Linked DNA regions of Zea mays: all the other regions are linked to region 3. The links are chromatin contacts, called in public Hi-C maps. All regions are on one chromosome and are shown on one strand. The core of a region is the stretch at or near the end of the contact, and the rest is flanking DNA. Distances in the headings are between cores, read along the strand shown.

The links. Hi-C and Micro-C count contacts between places; a contact is called where the count stands out from the background.
Region 1: a contact with region 3 is called in a Hi-C map of bundle sheath, with 4 times the contacts expected there. The contact joins the promoter of LOC542762 here to the promoter of LOC100282640 in region 3. A contact is called at or near these places in 3 of 25 Hi-C or Micro-C datasets (bundle sheath, ear and leaf).
Region 2: a contact with region 3 is called in a Hi-C map of ear, with 5 times the contacts expected there. The contact joins the promoter of LOC103626457 here to the promoter of LOC100282640 in region 3. A contact is called at or near these places in 8 of 25 Hi-C or Micro-C datasets (bundle sheath, ear, endosperm and 3 more).

Annotation. Positions count from the first base shown.
Region 1 is chr5:62,669,891-62,672,590 of Zm-B73-REFERENCE-NAM-5.0, forward strand. LOC542762 (calcium dependent protein kinase 1) reads left to right here and starts at 1,378. Exons shown (of 11, transcript NM_001374293.1): 1 at 1,378-2,185. The coding sequence starts at 1,556.
Region 2 is chr5:63,375,733-63,378,490 of Zm-B73-REFERENCE-NAM-5.0, forward strand. It overlaps LOC103626457 (thaumatin-like protein 1b), which reads left to right and starts at 1,302. Exons shown (of 3, transcript XM_008646866.3): 1 at 1,302-2,114; 2 at 2,346-2,758. The coding sequence starts at 2,045. It overlaps LOC100281085 (chaperone protein dnaJ 11), which reads left to right and starts at 260. Exons shown (of 1, transcript NM_001154004.2): 1 at 260-1,169. The coding sequence starts at 353. The coding sequence ends at 745.
Region 3 is chr5:63,062,817-63,065,561 of Zm-B73-REFERENCE-NAM-5.0, forward strand. LOC100282640 (protein BRE) reads right to left here and starts at 1,359. Exons shown (of 13, transcript NM_001155548.3): 1 at 1,096-1,359; 2 at 948-1,035; 3 at 695-875; 4 at 230-320. The coding sequence starts at 1,212.

The DNA of each region.
Region 1 (2,700 bases), core at 128-2,627, 390 kb before region 3:
GCGTCGAAAAGCTGAGCTGAGCTGAGCAATTCCAAAGCTGCCGAGAACTGAAGAGGAAGAAGATGTGAAGTTGAGCGTTGTCGTTGATGTAGTCGGCTCGGAACAGTTCCAATCATGAGAAAAGTACAGTAAAGGTTTGTTGTTCTCGTTCTTGTTCTTCGTCAGTGGTAGACAGAAGACTAGCCGCGAACGTAGCGTCCTATGAGCAGAACGGTCAAACCCAGAGAGCGAATCGGTCCCGATTTCCGATCTAGGATGTACACGTTTGGTTGTAACCACACAACGAGATGACAACGATCCTTTAATTAAAGTTGTTTGATTTAGAGTCAATGTTTGAAACATGACTATCTCAGTGTTATCTCTAATTATCTCTCAAAATTAAAGGGACGAGAGGAGACACTAAGAGACGTCCCTGTCTCCAGTTATCTGTGACCAAACAGCCAAGAGCACCAGTGCAGATCATGGCCAAAAAAGGAAAAAAAATGGCATTTCAGCATGTACCAAAAAAAAAAGGATTGTTATTTTTCGCGAGTAATAAAAATAATTGCTTTTATGAACAGCAACAAGCCCGAAACAGAATCTCGCCCGTAAAACTAGGAAGGCGGTAATGGCCCAACCAAGAGCCAGATTAGGGCCTGTTCGGTTATACGGAATAAGCCAGGATTCATTCCAGCTCATCAAAATCTATATAAATTAGAGAAGTAATCCGGCTAGGAATTAATCCGGGGTTCCAATCCGGAACAACCGAACAGGACCTTAGCAAACTCCAACTGCTCTTCTCCTGCTGGCAAAAGCGCGAGCGGATTAAGGGCGCCGGCAACAGCGGAGGCGCCACCTGCCCCCGCCCCACCCGCCGCCGCCGTGTGTCTGGAGGAGGGAGCCGGGACCTCCCCGTCCCCCCGGCCGGCCAAACCGAACCACCCCCACCGGCCACCATCAGCGTGGCACGGCCAAAACCGCCGACCACTTCGCCTCGCCTCGCCTCGTGCATTTATTGCGATAATAACACCTCCAATCTGACGTCACCCCGCGCTGGTTCCCCACGCACGGATGCCGTGCCGTGTGGCGCCAGCCGGTGCCGGGCAGGTGGGGGTGAGTGGATGGCAGGTGGGCCTGCGCCGCGCGGGGACGCCCGGCCCGGTCAGAAAGGCGTTTTTCGGGTGGAAAAGGAGGGAGGGCGAGGCGGGCTTTCGCCGTATGTACTGTACGCGCAGAGAAGACTCTTTTGCGTACTGCCCCTCGGGGAGTGGGTGGATTCACGGTCGCCTCCCGAGGACTCGACCCCGCCCCAGCTAGCTGCCGCGCTGTAACCGAGGGAGGGGGAGGAGAGAGAAATAACGGACGCCACCTCTCGCTCCCTCCCTCCTCCTCCTGTCTCGCGCCCCCCTGGCCCCTGCTTCTTCTCCTTCCCCTTTCATTCCCAACGAGGCAACGACCCGCCCTGCCCCGCCTCGCGATCCCCACCCGCGGCGGCGCGGAGGGCCGGAACCCAAACCCTAACCCTAGCGGCCCGGGCGCCGCCTCCGGTCTCGCCCGCCCGCCGCGCCGGGCCGCGATGGGGCAGTGCTACGGGAAGGCGCGCGGCGCGTCCTCGCGGGCGGACCACGACGCCGACCCCTCGGGGGCGGGGTCGGTCGCGCCGCCATCCCCGCTGCCGGCCAACGGCGCGCCGCTGCCCGCCACGCCCAGGCGCCACAAGTCCGGATCCACCACGCCGGTGCACCACCACCAGGCGGCGACGCCCGGCGCCGCCGCCTGGCCTAGTCCGTACCCGGCCGGCGGCGCCAGCCCGCTCCCCGCGGGCGTGTCGCCGTCGCCGGCCCGGTCCACGCCCCGGAGGTTCTTCAAGCGGCCCTTCCCGCCGCCCTCGCCCGCCAAGCACATCAAGGCCACGCTCGCCAAGCGCCTCGGCGGGGGCAAGCCCAAGGAGGGCACCATACCGGAGGAGGGCGGCGCGGGGGCCGGGGCCGGGGCCGGCGCCGGCGCGGCCGTTGGTGCCGCCGATTCCGCCGAGGCCGACCGCCCGTTGGACAAAACGTTCGGCTTCGCCAAGAACTTTGGGGCCAAGTACGATCTCGGGAAGGAGGTCGGGAGGGGCCACTTTGGCCACACCTGCTCCGCCGTCGTCAAGAAGGGCGAGCACAAGGGCCATACTGTCGCTGTCAAGATCATCTCCAAAGCTAAGGTGAGAGGGGATCATGGCTCTAGGGAGAGGGGTATGCTCCTCATGTCAAATTCCACATATGGGAAATTTCAAATAGTAGCTCTTGCTGTCCAGGTAGGTAACCGGTATGGGTTCACGCCAATTCTGCGCCACTAACCGAAACTTAGGTGGTTAAATGGTCCGAATTTTGCGAACTGAAGGATACTTTATGGATTTCCCATTCCAATTTTGGAGTTTTGCTCTTAAGTTGTTTGGCATTGGTGACTTGTTGTAGGAAGTAAGATATGGAATTTCAGGATCTTGCATGGTACTTGACTAGTTGTATTTTAGCGATATGTTCTCTAGCGCGATATATTCTCATCTTTTTTTGTTGTGGTTCTACGGTTCTTGGTTTTCAGACAGTAGGTCTGTGCCATGAAAGCTTAAGTTTTTTACTGTTCCATTGTTCAGTCCCGTTAACATGTCTGCAGTTGCCCTGCTAGATAGTTAAACTGACAACTGAGCATAATAAATTATCACAGTTTCTTGGTTGTGAT
Region 2 (2,758 bases), core at 52-2,551, 310 kb after region 3:
GAGTTGGCAAGCCGCAACCGCAATGATGGCAGCTGCCGGGTCCAATGGCGAAAGCAACAGGTGCCGAAGCAGGCAGTCATCAGGCACACTGGTGGAGATGAGTCAGCAGAGTGAGAGAATCTCCGTCTCCATCTCCATCCTCCCGCGGATAAGATCAGTTCAGAGGTGGACGCGTAAGCACCACCACAGCCCACAGGCCCCTCGTCGCCACCGCCCTATAAATCCCACGGCGCACATCGGAGTCCGGCACCGTAGCCCCCGAAGACACACTCCAAGAAACCAAGAACACCGGCCACACGCACGCGCACGCACGGCAGGCGAGGCCGAGGACGAACAGACGATAAAGGAAGCAATGGCTCCGTCGCTCGCGTCGACGGCGGGGCTCCCGAGCTGCGGGGCGCGGCGCGGCGGCCGGTGCGTGGCCCGCCGCGCGTCCGCGGTTGCGACTCCGGCGACGGCGACGGCGAGGACGCACTACGAGGTGCTCGGGGTCGGGGCCGGCGCGAGCCGGTGCGAGATCAAGGCGGCGTACCGGCGCCTGGCGAGGGAGGTGCACCCGGACTGCGGCGGCCGCGGCGACGAGGGGTTCATCCGCCTGCACGCCGCGTACGCCACGCTCGCGGACCCCGACGAGCGCGCGCGCTACGACCGCGCCGCGGCGGTCCGGAGCCGGATCAGGGCGGCGCCGTCGGGGTCCGGGGCGGGGTTCCGGCCGCGAAGGTGGGAGACGGACCAGTGCTGGTAGCACCGTAGCAGCAGCCACGTAGACGTAGCTGCGCCGGCGGTGGAGTGGAGTCGCCGGAGCGCGCTCGGTGGTCTGGTCCGTTCCCAGGGCCAGTTGCGACCATGGGGCCCATATTGAAGACAGCCCACATGAAAAACGGACCGCGATCCTGGCAGCCCACATGAGTTGGGATCGTGGACTTTATGGGCTGCAGGCTTCGTAGGCCTTTCGCGCCAGACCTGGCGCTGGATATTGTTGTAGGCCATCTTGTCTTGGGATCATAGAGCTGCACGAAGAGACATTTTTAACATCTCTTTTGCACTGCTGCTACTCCTTCCACTCTAAATTGTAAAATATTTTTATCTTTTTATTAACATATTATGTTTACTAGTATATGTTTATATATCGTGTATATAATTAAAACATTGTATCTAGCGTCTTATAATTTACAATGAAGAGTATAAATATATGTGATTATATTGATATTTATACATATATCTATGTTGTTGTTTCGACGAATTCATAAAATAACTCGCTTGTTAGGACTTGTTTAGCAATAATGTTTCTCAAAATCATAGTTTTACAATATTATACTTTACAATTGTTATGATAATACCGTAGTATTGGCAGTTCCAAAAAATACCATGGTTTTAAGAAATATTGTTTGAATATAACATTGTAAACTATGGTTAAACAAAAGCTAGTCATGCTTTAAAACTTTAGGTTGGACTAGAGTTTTTAATACTCCAAAAATACGATGGTATCTATAATACCATGGTTTTGAAAACATAGCTTTCAGGATTGCAACAAAACACTACGATATTGCTAAAAACTATGGTATTGTCTAGAAACTGTAAAAATACTTCACTTCTAAACAGTGCATATGTGTGTGGAGGGTGTCTTGGACATATAAGACACGTTTCCAGTGACCAAACAAGCAGTGATGAGTGAACGTGCTGACGATGACAAGTTGACAAGGATCTTTGAGAAGCTAAGCAAACTCAATTTCAACGAAACATGGCTAGGGTAATTAATACTTATGATATAGAAGAAATATGAGTAAATTAATTTTGTGATGTTTTTTTAAGACTTATTTTCCTGTAAATTTTTAGGTAAGGTTGGCATGGATGGCATGGCCGGTCTAAAACCGAAATGCGTGGACCTGCATTGGATTTGTATAATACTAACATGCTGCTCCCTGCTGATGGGGATCAGATGCTCTGCTCTAGTTAATATCTCAGTTACCTCATCCATGCATGCCATGACTCGTCAACGAGCTAAAATTCTGTACCTGTCTTCTTCTTCATCCCCTCGTCCTCCATGGGAGCACCTCTCCTTCTCCTCCCTCTTCTCTGCTGCTGCTGCTTCGCATTACTCCTCCAAGTCCAAGGTAACCACTGAACTTGTCAGAGTCAAGCCATCCAGCATGCTTAAAAAAAAACACTTCCATTTGAACTTGTTCCTTGCGTTACATTACATGGAGTTGTTTTCTTCCCGGAACCAATGGCCAAAATTTTCTCTTGCGCTTATGTTCACGCGTCTGAGCTCCTGTTGCTTGACGAAGCTCGGAGTATACAAACCGCGATGTGTTACTGATAACCGAGAGCATTGCGATCACCAGGAGCAGACGCCGCGACATTGACTATCACCAACAGCTGCGGCTACACGGTGTGGCCGGGCCTCCTCTCCAACGCCGGCGCGCCGGCGCCGTCGACCACGGGCTTCGCGCTGGCCCCGGGGCGGTCGGCCGCGGTGACCGTAGCGGCGGCGTGGTCGGGCCGCGTCTGGGCGCGCACGCTCTGCGCCACGTCGCCTGCCGCCTCGGGCGCCACCTTCGCGTGCGCCACCGCCGACTGCGGCTCGGGCGCCGTCGAGTGCGCCGGCCGCGGGGCCACGCCGCCGGCCACGCTGGCCGAGCTCACGCTAGCCGGCGCCGGCGACGACGACGACGACTTCTACGACGTCAGCCTCGTGGACGGCTTCAACGTGCCGATGCTCGTCGCGCCGCGGGCGGGCGCCGCCAACGGGAGCGGG
Region 3 (2,745 bases), core at 109-2,608:
AATAATAAAATTGAGGTAATTGGGAAAAGCAGTTGGTAATAAGTCATTCAGGCCACTCAATCTTCAGCACCTGCTTAAGACCCTGTCTATTTATCACCATACTGCAGCTGCACCATATAAAAGCTGCTTTTATCTAGACCATACATCTGCACGTATGGCATACCAATCTAATACCTCAATGTCACATTGTCACCAGATGGGCAACTGAGGAAGTGCGTTAAGCCATTACCTCCTTAGAGAGAACTGTGCTTAGTTCAAACGCTAGTCTCGCGTCATCCACCATGTGAACCCGCTCCTTTTGGTATTCAATGTACAATTCTCTGCAGCAGTCAAAATTAGAATTAAACAGTTATCAAAAGAAAGCTTAACGACAAAAGCAACATGGGTATCTCAGTGTGCTTTCATAACCAACAAGAACATCTCATGATATCAATATCTTCCAAACCACAAACCTGCCACACAAACTATAGTTAAAAAAGGGGTGGGCAGATCATGCATTCATTCAATCTTGGCTCTGGCGGAAAGCAAAGGCACCAACATTCATCCCTACTCAGTACTCCCTATTCATAAACACAGTTACACAGTCAACCACTTTCCCCATGTTTGCAATCCTCAGTCAGTACATAGCACTACTACCACCCCAACCAGATCACAACATAAGCATAGACAACTCGTGAAGCAAGAAGAACCTCACCGAAGCTCCTGTACGAGCGCATGGAGTCCCTCGGGGGCGCGGCAATCCCAACGCGCCAAGCAGCTCTTATCGCCATTTCCAGCAGCAGCGTAATCGACCAGCGGCTGGAACCTCTCATCCTCCGGACCGAACACCACGTCTGGTGCCACCTTGGGAGACAGCGCATTGTACACGAAATCCCCTGCGGCACCAGAATCTGAGCTACGATTTCGAACCCTAGTACCATTGGAGCGAGAGAGCGAGGGTGCGTTACAGTGGACGTAGTCGAGGCAGAAGGGGATGGCGAGCCTGAACCGATCGGCAGGGCGACCGTTGCGGCAGCCGGACCAGATCTGTACCACCTGCAAGCGAGCGAAGTGAGAAAGGGAGCGGCGAGCCGCGAGGCGAGGCAGAGCGGGTACCCTAATGGGCAGCTTGGAGTGCGAGAGGAGGTAGTTGAGCTGCGCGGCGATGAGGGGCGCGAGCGGGGGCGCCGAGGCGGAGGAGGCCGGGCCGGGGGCGTCGGCGGACGGAGACATCGCTGGCGATGAATTCCGGACGCCTCTCTCTCTCTTCTCGACTCACTAGCAAACTTTTTATTAATGATTTGTTCGCTTGATCAGTCTTGGGTTTAGAAATAGAGCCCGGATGATACTCCATTTGCCATTAAACCCACACTGGCCACGCCAAGAAGTTCACTCGAGTACCATGCCATCCAATCCAAGTATATCTCTCCATAGCAGTTCCCGTATCCATCTTTTCTTATCCGCGCTTTCTAATACTACATTCGTTCTCAATATTTGTTGCTCGTAGTTTATTTTTAAATTAAAACACGACAAATAAAAAAACAGAGAGTATATTTTATTAACTATCTATAAAAAATTATGCCATACAAAATCTCTCTACGTTCGGTCCACAAAACTATACGGGGTGACATTCGAGTGAGTCTGTGGTTGGTTTCAACCCTGGATAGTATAGATTGTCTACCTATATGGTCTATGAGCTGATTGATATTAACCAGACCGACTCAAACGATGGGTTGGTTGATAGATCTATCAACCTCCTAATTCGATTGATATCGACCGTGTTAGAGCTAGTACCGATCGATTTGTATCGTCGATACGTCGGATGGTCCGGTTGGTACCGATGGTCTGGTTGGTATCGATCATCTATTTTTAACGACATGACACATTTTGGTTGGTTCACACATATGCTACCTGATTTTTCAACCATTTGAAATACAAAAAACTAAAATCCAAAATTCAAAGAACAAAAAAAAAGAATTATATAATTTTTTGCTTCGAAAATCATGTAGTTTTGATTTATGTTATATAAATTATGTAGTTTTTATTATAAACTATATTGTTTTTTTATTTATTACTCCCTCCATTCCAAATTATGATTTGTTTGACTTTTTTGCCATGTTTGATTGGCTCGTCCTATTATTTTTTTGCGAAAAAATAAAAAATTTCAAAGCTTTTGCTAAACAAAATCACAACAAAAAATAACAAAAATTATGAATTTTTTTGAATAAGACGAGCCGGTCAAATTTAGGTAAAAAGTTAAACGAATTATAACTTGGAACATGGAATATGAATCATGTAGTTTTTATTTCTTTAATTTTGTACTATGATAAATTTTATTTTAATAAAACATAATGTTTTTAGTTAGTTTCTCCTCACATAAGAGTTCTTTATTTACTATACGTGTGAGGAGCTCAAATCATTAGTTTTTTTTTCTATTTTGAATTTATGATTTCTATGCTTTTTGTTTGTTCCAACGTGTCAAACATAACAATCTAGAAACTGAACCTCATGTCGTTTTTCTTTGACCCACTTTCTATTGTAGATTTTTGGTGCCCACGGTTCTCGGGCCAATTTTCAGGTTTTCGCCATTTTTCGTGAACCGTTCCAGGTGTTTTCGAGGGCCTATCGAGTACTGGACATTCATAAACACTATTAAGACCACTAGAATGTATTTAGACTGAGACGATATTTTTATAGCATTATTAAAAACTTTATAGCCATACCGGACATACGGTGATATGGCCGGTAAAACGTCAAGCTAGCACT